Regions from separate parts of the Ovis aries genome. Here region 2 is linked to region 1. The links are chromatin contacts, called in public Hi-C maps. All regions are on one chromosome and are shown on one strand. The core of a region is the stretch at or near the end of the contact, and the rest is flanking DNA. Distances in the headings are between cores, read along the strand shown.

Region 1 (3,406 bases), core at 843-3,342:
CACATCCTGGCCTAACCATCAAAAAAACTGGGACCTTGAAAAAAGAAGGCCGCAGTGCTGAAAGACACATGTGCAATGGGTATGTTTCCAAACTAAATGATGTCTCTGACAAGCGGTCACAGGTGGAGAAAAGCAAGAAGGAAGAGGGGAAGGTCAAAAGCGAGAAGGGGAAGAAGAAAAATGAATGACGAAGATACTGGAGATGACAGAAACGGGGCTGATTCTAGCCGTCTTCCTCGCCTAGGTTTAATCCTCCTGAAACCAACTCACTTCTTTCAAATAAGTGATAAAAAACCGGAACTGAAAGACTGATTTTTTTTTTAGAAAAACTAATCCTTCATTTAAGTGAAAATATGGGGTTTTGGGTTTTTTTTTTTAACCTTTCTGGTGCTAACAACATTCAATAGTCCCAGGTACCTACTCTTAACATGTATGTCCACATTGCACCATCTCTGCTTTCAAATATTTTGTTTGAAACAACCCCTTCCCTCACCCCCGCCCCCCAAAAATGTAACACACCTTTCCATTCTGGTTTTTGCCAGCTAGATTAACTATAACTGGACAAAGCAGGTGCTCACACCTGAAGTCTCTTCTCAAAGTCCTGCCAACTCAGCTGAGATGAAAACCCAGTGATACTTCTGTCTCAGCTCCCTGAGAGACCCTTCACTGCTAGCATCTGAAGACTAGCCTATGACTATAATAAAGTTTGACGAGTAAAGCAAGAAAAGTGAAAGCCTAAAGGCAGCATAATTTTAAAAGAAAACAAATGTATTTATTTAGCGGCACCAGGTCTTAGCCGAGGCATGTGGGATCTAGCTCCCTGATCAGGGATCGAACCCCAGTCCCCTGCCTTGGAAGCACAGTCTTAGCCACTGGACCCCCAGGGAAGTCCCCCAATTTTTAAAAGCTTACAAGATAACAAAGGTGAAAGTCACTCTAGTTGTGTCCGACCCTTCTAGACTCCATGGCCTGCAGCCCACCAGGCTCCTCTGTCCATGGGGTTCTCCAGGCAAGAGTACTGGAGTGGGCTGCCATGCCCTCCTCCCATCTTCCCAGCCCGGGTCTCCTGCATTGCAGGCCGACTCTTTACCACCTGAGCCACAACTATAGAATAAAATACAGGCGCCAGCGGAACAGCAGTGCAGAAGAGAGTTAAACAAGAACGCCTAACTCCTCTTTTTCCGGGACTGCACAAAGTTGAGACAGAGAACGGACTTCTCCTGCATGTTTTTTAACCCACGGTCTCGCAGCAAATGTGTAGCGGACCTAGAATTAGAAAACAGCTTCAGATTCACAGTGCTGACCCCAAGCAATTTTTTTTTTTTTTTGAGGGCCTTCCACAATTACCTAATCTGTTAAAAAAAAAAAAAAAAAAACTTTTAAACTTCCCCCAAAGTCCTGGCTACAACCTGGGTAAAATAAACCTACGAAGAAGGCGAGAGGAACTCCGTAAATGTTGACACTACCGCCGGGCGTCACGGTAGCACGCCGGCGCTCGGCCTGGGCGCGCGGCTCGGGAACACCCCTCGGCTTCCGCGCAGCCGCTTCCGGACTCGCGCCCGCCCGCGGGGCTGCGAGGTCAGCGCGGCGGGGCCGCCCGCTGGGTGGGCCGGCCGCCCCGCTGGTCCCGGGCGAGGGGGCGCGCGGGCTCCTCTCTGGACTCCCCGCCCGCAGCCTCCGGCGCAGAGCGGGCTCCTCTCTGCGCGCCCCCCGTCCCCCGGTCCTCTCTGCACCCCCTGGTGTCCCCCGACCTGCGCCCCCCGTCCCCGGGTCCTCTCTGCACCCCCTGGTGTCCCCCGACCTGCGCCCCCCGTCCCGGGTCCTCTCTGCACCGCCCCCGTGTCCCCCCACCTGTGCCCCGCCTGCAGCCGCCCGCACAGCGCGGGCTCCAGCTCCAGCAGGCACACGTCGCCGGCGGCCGCGGGCCCGAAGCGCAGGCAGTGCGCGGCGGGCAGCAGCTCGGCCGCGTCCAGCTTGGCGGTCTGCAGTGTCGCGTCCACCTCGGCGCGGGTCCTCTCCATCGCCGCCGGCGGCCTGGGGGCGACAGAGCCGAGCCCCGACGCGGGGAACGGCGCGGGAGAAGCGCGGCCTCTGCCGGCGGGGCGGGCGGGCGGGGCCAGGGGCGGGAAGGGGCGGGGCCAGAGGCTGGAGGGCGGGGCGGGGCGGGGCGGGCGGGCGGGCGGGGCCAGGGGCGGGAAGGGGCGGGGCCAGAGGCTGGAGGGCGGGCCAGGGGCGGGGCGGGAGGGCGGGCCAGGGGCGGGGCGGGAGGGCGGGCCAGGGGCGGGGCGGGAGGGCGGGCCAGGGGCGGGGCGGGGCGGGGCGGTGGCTCACGCGCGCCCGGCGGCCGGGCGTCCTCGGGCGGGGCCGAGACCCCGGGGGCGGGGGCAGACTGGGCGGTCCGGCCCCGCCCCGCCCCTCCGCTGCGCCGCGGCCCCCGTTTCCCGCCGGGACCCCGCTCTCCTGGCCGTCGGCACTGCGGCGCGCGGGCCTTGACATACGCGTTTTGGCCGCATCATCGCATGAATCTTTCAATACGTGAAGGGCTTCGCTGGTGGCTCAGCTGGTAAAGAATCCGCGTGCATTGCGAGAGATCTGGGTTCGATCCCTGGGTGGGGAAGAATCCCTGGAGAAGGGAAAGGCTGCCCACTCCAGTATTCTGGCCTGGAGAATTCCGTGGACTGTATAGTCCATGGGATCGCAAAGAGTCGGACATGCCTGAGCGACCCTCGCCGACCTAACCTTCCCCGCGTGCGCGCTGCCGCCCAGCCGGGCCGGACTCTGAGTGACCGGTGGACGGGCCCCAGGCCCCTCTGCCCACACTGCTCTGCTCTGGCCTCAGGTGGGCTCCCGATGCGCCTCTTGAGGATGAAGAAGGCGAACCTCTTCCATTGCTTGGGCGTTTCCGTTCTGTAAAAGAGCCCAGAGATTCGGCGATCCCTTGCGGGGGAACCAGGGCTCTGCCCCAAGGCTGCGCTGTCGCTTCTGGGCTGTTCTCTCGTCTCTTCATCCGCTCCCATCCCCAGTTAGCACCTGTTGGAAAGGCCTCCCTGCCCAGGAGCTCCGCAGAGCCCTGCTCCGTTTCGCCGTCCTCCACCACGGCCCGGTGCCGGTGGATCGGCTTTTCTACACGTCAGGCGAGCAGTTCGGTTTGGTAACAAGATCACCCCGCGAGAGAGGGATGTGCAGCTGAAAATTCGACTGAAGATGCCGCTGCTGCTGCTAAATCGCTTCAGTCGTGTCCGACTCTGTGAGACCCCATAGACGGCAGCCCACCAGGCTCCTTCGTCCCTGGGATTCTCCAGGCAAGAATACTGGAGTGGGTTGCCGTTTCCTTCTCCCGACCGAAGATGAAACCTCACCAAATATTTGAGGCTGAAGCCTTTCAAGATATGCCTCCCTGGAGGAA
Region 2 (3,577 bases), core at 655-3,154, 510 kb after region 1:
CACAGTTGATCATTCCCCTCTCCTGGGTGTTCTTTCTTCACTTAATCTCTGCAACACCACTGTCCACCCCCATTCACCCATCATGCTGATTCTGTCTCTTGCCTCTGAAAGGCTGGTATGTTCCACAACTGTTCTTGGTCCTCCTCTCTTCTCTTTATTTACTTCCTCAAAGACTTCATCCAGGCCATTTGTATGCTTATGACTTAATCTCCAGCTTGGACCTCTTTTCCTGACTCCTGACCTCTTTGAGACCCTATGGACTGCATCCTGCCAGGCTCCTCTGGCCATGGGATTCTCCAGGCAAGTATACTGGAGTGGGTTGCCATTTCCAGGGGATCTTCCCCACCCAGGGATCAAACCCACAATCCCTGCATCTCCTGAACCGGGAGGCTGATTCCTTTACCACTGAGCCACCTGGGAAGCCCCCTGAACTATACACTTGTATTCAACAGCCCACCTGGTGTACACACTATAGTGTTTTTAAAATTGTATGTAGCAGAAGACCAGTTTTTCCCCAAGGCATTACAGACCAATACTCTGATAGGAAAAAAAAAAAAAAAAACCAACAAAACCTTGATAAGGCAATTAAAATGCTGCCCCAACGTCAAACTGCTCCAGTTCTTTTTAATGGTTAACTTTAATTCCTGTATCTCTTTCATCAGGGGCAGGTAACAAAGAGTTCAAGGACGGAATCTCACCTGGGGCAGGACCAGGCTAAGAGGCATCTTAAAGCAACATATCCAAAACCCAACCCTGCTCTTCCTCTGAAACCTGCTTCAGTCCCAGCCTTCCCTGTCTCAGCTGATGGACGCTCCCTTAGATTGTTGAAACAAAAAAACCTTGGATTAGTCCTTGGTTTTTTCTGCTGCTGTCGGCCACACAGTCCTTCCAGAAATCTTACCGGTCCCACCTTCACACGGAACGTGACCAGTTTTCACCGCTACACAGCAACTGAGCCTGGCTCGCGCCCCCGGCATGTCTAGTCTGGATTATTGCGGCAGCCTCCAAACAGATTCTTTGCTTCTGCCGTCCACCAATTCCCATTTCTGAACAATTCGGTCTTAACTCAGCAGTCGGATACTCCTTGTAACACTTAAGACAGATCAGGTTACTACTTGGCTCAAAACCCTCCAAAGTGAAAGTCGCTCAGTCGTGTCTGACTCTGCGACCCCATAGACTATACGGTCCATGGGATTCTCCAGGCCGGAATACTTTCCTGGGGATCTTCCCAAGCCAGGGATCAAACCCAGGTCTCCAGCACTCCACCATCTGAGCCAAGGAAGCCCATTGAACTGCATACCTGCGCTGAATCGCTCAGTCGTGTGCGTCTTCTCTGCGACCCCACGGACGGCAGCCCACCAGGCTCCTCTGTCCGTGGGATTCTCCAGGCAAGAACGCTGGAGTGGCTGCCATCTCCTCCTCCAGGGGATCTTCCCCACCCAGGGACCGCACCTACGTCTCGCGTCTCCTTGCATTGGCAGGCTGGCTCCTCACCAGCTGAGCCACCCGGGAAGCCCAAACCTCACCTTCCGCCACCCCACGGCGGCCCTTATTTTGCACAAACTCTTCCAGTGGTCCACAGTGCCCTCGGAGATCCACCTGATTAGCTCCCTGACTGTCGCCCTAACACCGCTCCGGGGTGCGGGGAGACCAGAGCAGGGGGCTGACTGAAAGCGCCGAAGTAGGGGCACCGAGAGCGCCTCACGAAGTGGTCAGCTGCGACCCTCGCCTGCGCTTTATCGCCGCATCTCCGGGCCTAGGCGCCTGGCTCCCCATCCGCCTCGGCGTCGCCAAGTCCGGCCGCCTCCCGCCACAGTGAGGAAGCCCGCCACGCCGGGGGCGCAGCCTCACCTGCGGCGCCCTGGACAGACTCGCCATGCTCCCGAGCGGCGGCCCCGCGCTTCCGCCAGGGCCTGGGGCCGCCGCGCATCACGGCCCGGCGGGAAACGCGCGGAGCTGCGGGGGACGGTTCCTAGGCCAGCATGCCTTCGTCTGCTTCTCCGCGTTTCCCACGTCTCTTCCCGGCTTCCCACCACAACCATTCCGTCAGGAAGCCAGCACACGATGCGGTAATTGAGAGAATAGCCCCCGCCAGTCACTCGCCTGCTGGAAAGGGCGCGGAAACCGACGGGGGGCGGGCCGTTTCCCGCCGAGCCGAAGAGAGCGCGCCGGAAGTGCTTCAGGCGCGCGGGCGGTTTGGACGGACGCGGGCGCCTGTGGCGGCCGCTCGCGCGGAGGGATGGATCGGTACCTGCTCCTCGCGGTCTGGGGCGAGGGCAGGGCCGCGGCGGCGGCGAGCCCGGGCCGTGGGCCCGAGGCCTCGCGCGTCGAGGGCCCCGGGAGGCCGCCGGGTAGGCGCCGAGCGGAGAAAGCGCGGGAGCGGCTCGCGGGGCGGAGAGCACTCTGGGGACCGGGTTTTCCTGGGGAGGGCGGGGCGGAGGGGCCGCGGGGAGCCGGGCGCCGTCGGGTGTCGGGCCGCGGAAGGTGCCGCCCGCGCGCAGAGCATCGGCCTGTCGGGCCGAGGAAGGTGCCGCCCGCGCGCGGAGCGTCGGCCTGTCGGGCCGCGGAAGGTGCCGCCCGCGCGCGGAGCGTCGGCCTGTCGGGCCCGAGGAAGGTGCCGCCCGCGCGCAGGACAGGGCCAAGGTTCCGGGTGCCGCCCGCCCGCGCTCGGAACTTGCTGACACAGTTAGAAAGTTCTCGGGGCCTTGGAAATGGAATTTCTGCTCTTGAGACGTGTATGCATTCAGTAGGCAGTTCTGCCTCCTGTGTGCCGAGTGCGAGTCAGACGGAAAGCAGCGAGACGGAAAGGGCTCTTACTCTCCCGGAGTGTACATCGTCGCAGGAGGAGGCATTCCGCACGCAGAATAAGTTAAAATACAAGCGACAGATTTAAGACGATTCTGACCGTTTTTGCACCCTTTTTGATGCCCCTATCTGGAATCTGTTGTATTTTATTTAGTTTGTTTTGATGGCGAGGTCTTTTGAGGAGGAAGTATATGTGGCTGTGTACAGAGTATTGTAACAGGATTTCCCACCCATTGGTTTAAAATTTATTTGGTGGAGGGAGATTTTGGATTTGTGTTAACTGGCAAGCATGTGCAAGCCGGGAACTTACCTATTCTCTCTGCTTGCTTTGGATTTATTATGTGAAAATTCGAACAGAGTGTAGACCTTTTATGTATCCTATGTTGTTCTGGAGAGGCTCTGATGGTGAAATTGGAATTGGTTTACGTTGTGTAATTCTTGAGCCCAGCTGAGTTTGATTTTTCTTTCTCAGACTTAAGAGCAGCAAATGTTTATCATCTCCTGAAAAGAAGCATTAGTGCTTCAATTAGTCCAGAAGATAGTACTTTCCCTGGTAAGTACAACATAAACCGTTCTTTTCACTGGCGTAGCATTTGTATTGGAAATAAATTTAATTAGTTTGCTAACGTGAGAGTCCAAAAAACATTTGTTTTTTTTCTTTGTTTGCTTCTGGGGGGGGTATTAATAATGTCATTTAATATTTTAGCTAAATGTATTTATAGGAAGATATTAGTGCAAAGCTATAATGCATTACCAATTAACACAGAATATA

Evidence for each region. A called contact is a pair of places that touch in the nucleus more often than the background predicts.
Region 2: a Hi-C map of muscle shows a contact between it and region 1, with 7 times the contacts expected there. The contact joins the promoter of MRPL13 here to the promoter of DSCC1 in region 1. A contact is called at or near these places in 9 of 16 Hi-C or Micro-C datasets (blood, hypothalamus, liver and 5 more).

The regions. Positions count from the first base shown.
Region 1 is chr9:94,208,627-94,212,032 of ARS-UI_Ramb_v3.0, forward strand. It overlaps DSCC1 (DNA replication and sister chromatid cohesion 1), which reads right to left and starts at 2,093. Exons shown (of 9, transcript XM_027973268.3): 1 at 1,852-2,093. The coding sequence starts at 2,021.
Region 2 is chr9:94,714,869-94,718,445 of ARS-UI_Ramb_v3.0, forward strand. MRPL13 (mitochondrial ribosomal protein L13) reads right to left here and starts at 1,905. Exons shown (of 6, transcript XM_060394005.1): 1 at 1,852-1,905. The coding sequence starts at 1,878. It overlaps MTBP (MDM2 binding protein), which reads left to right and starts at 2,182. Exons shown (of 22, transcript XM_027973275.3): 1 at 2,182-2,351; 2 at 3,278-3,358. The coding sequence starts at 2,240.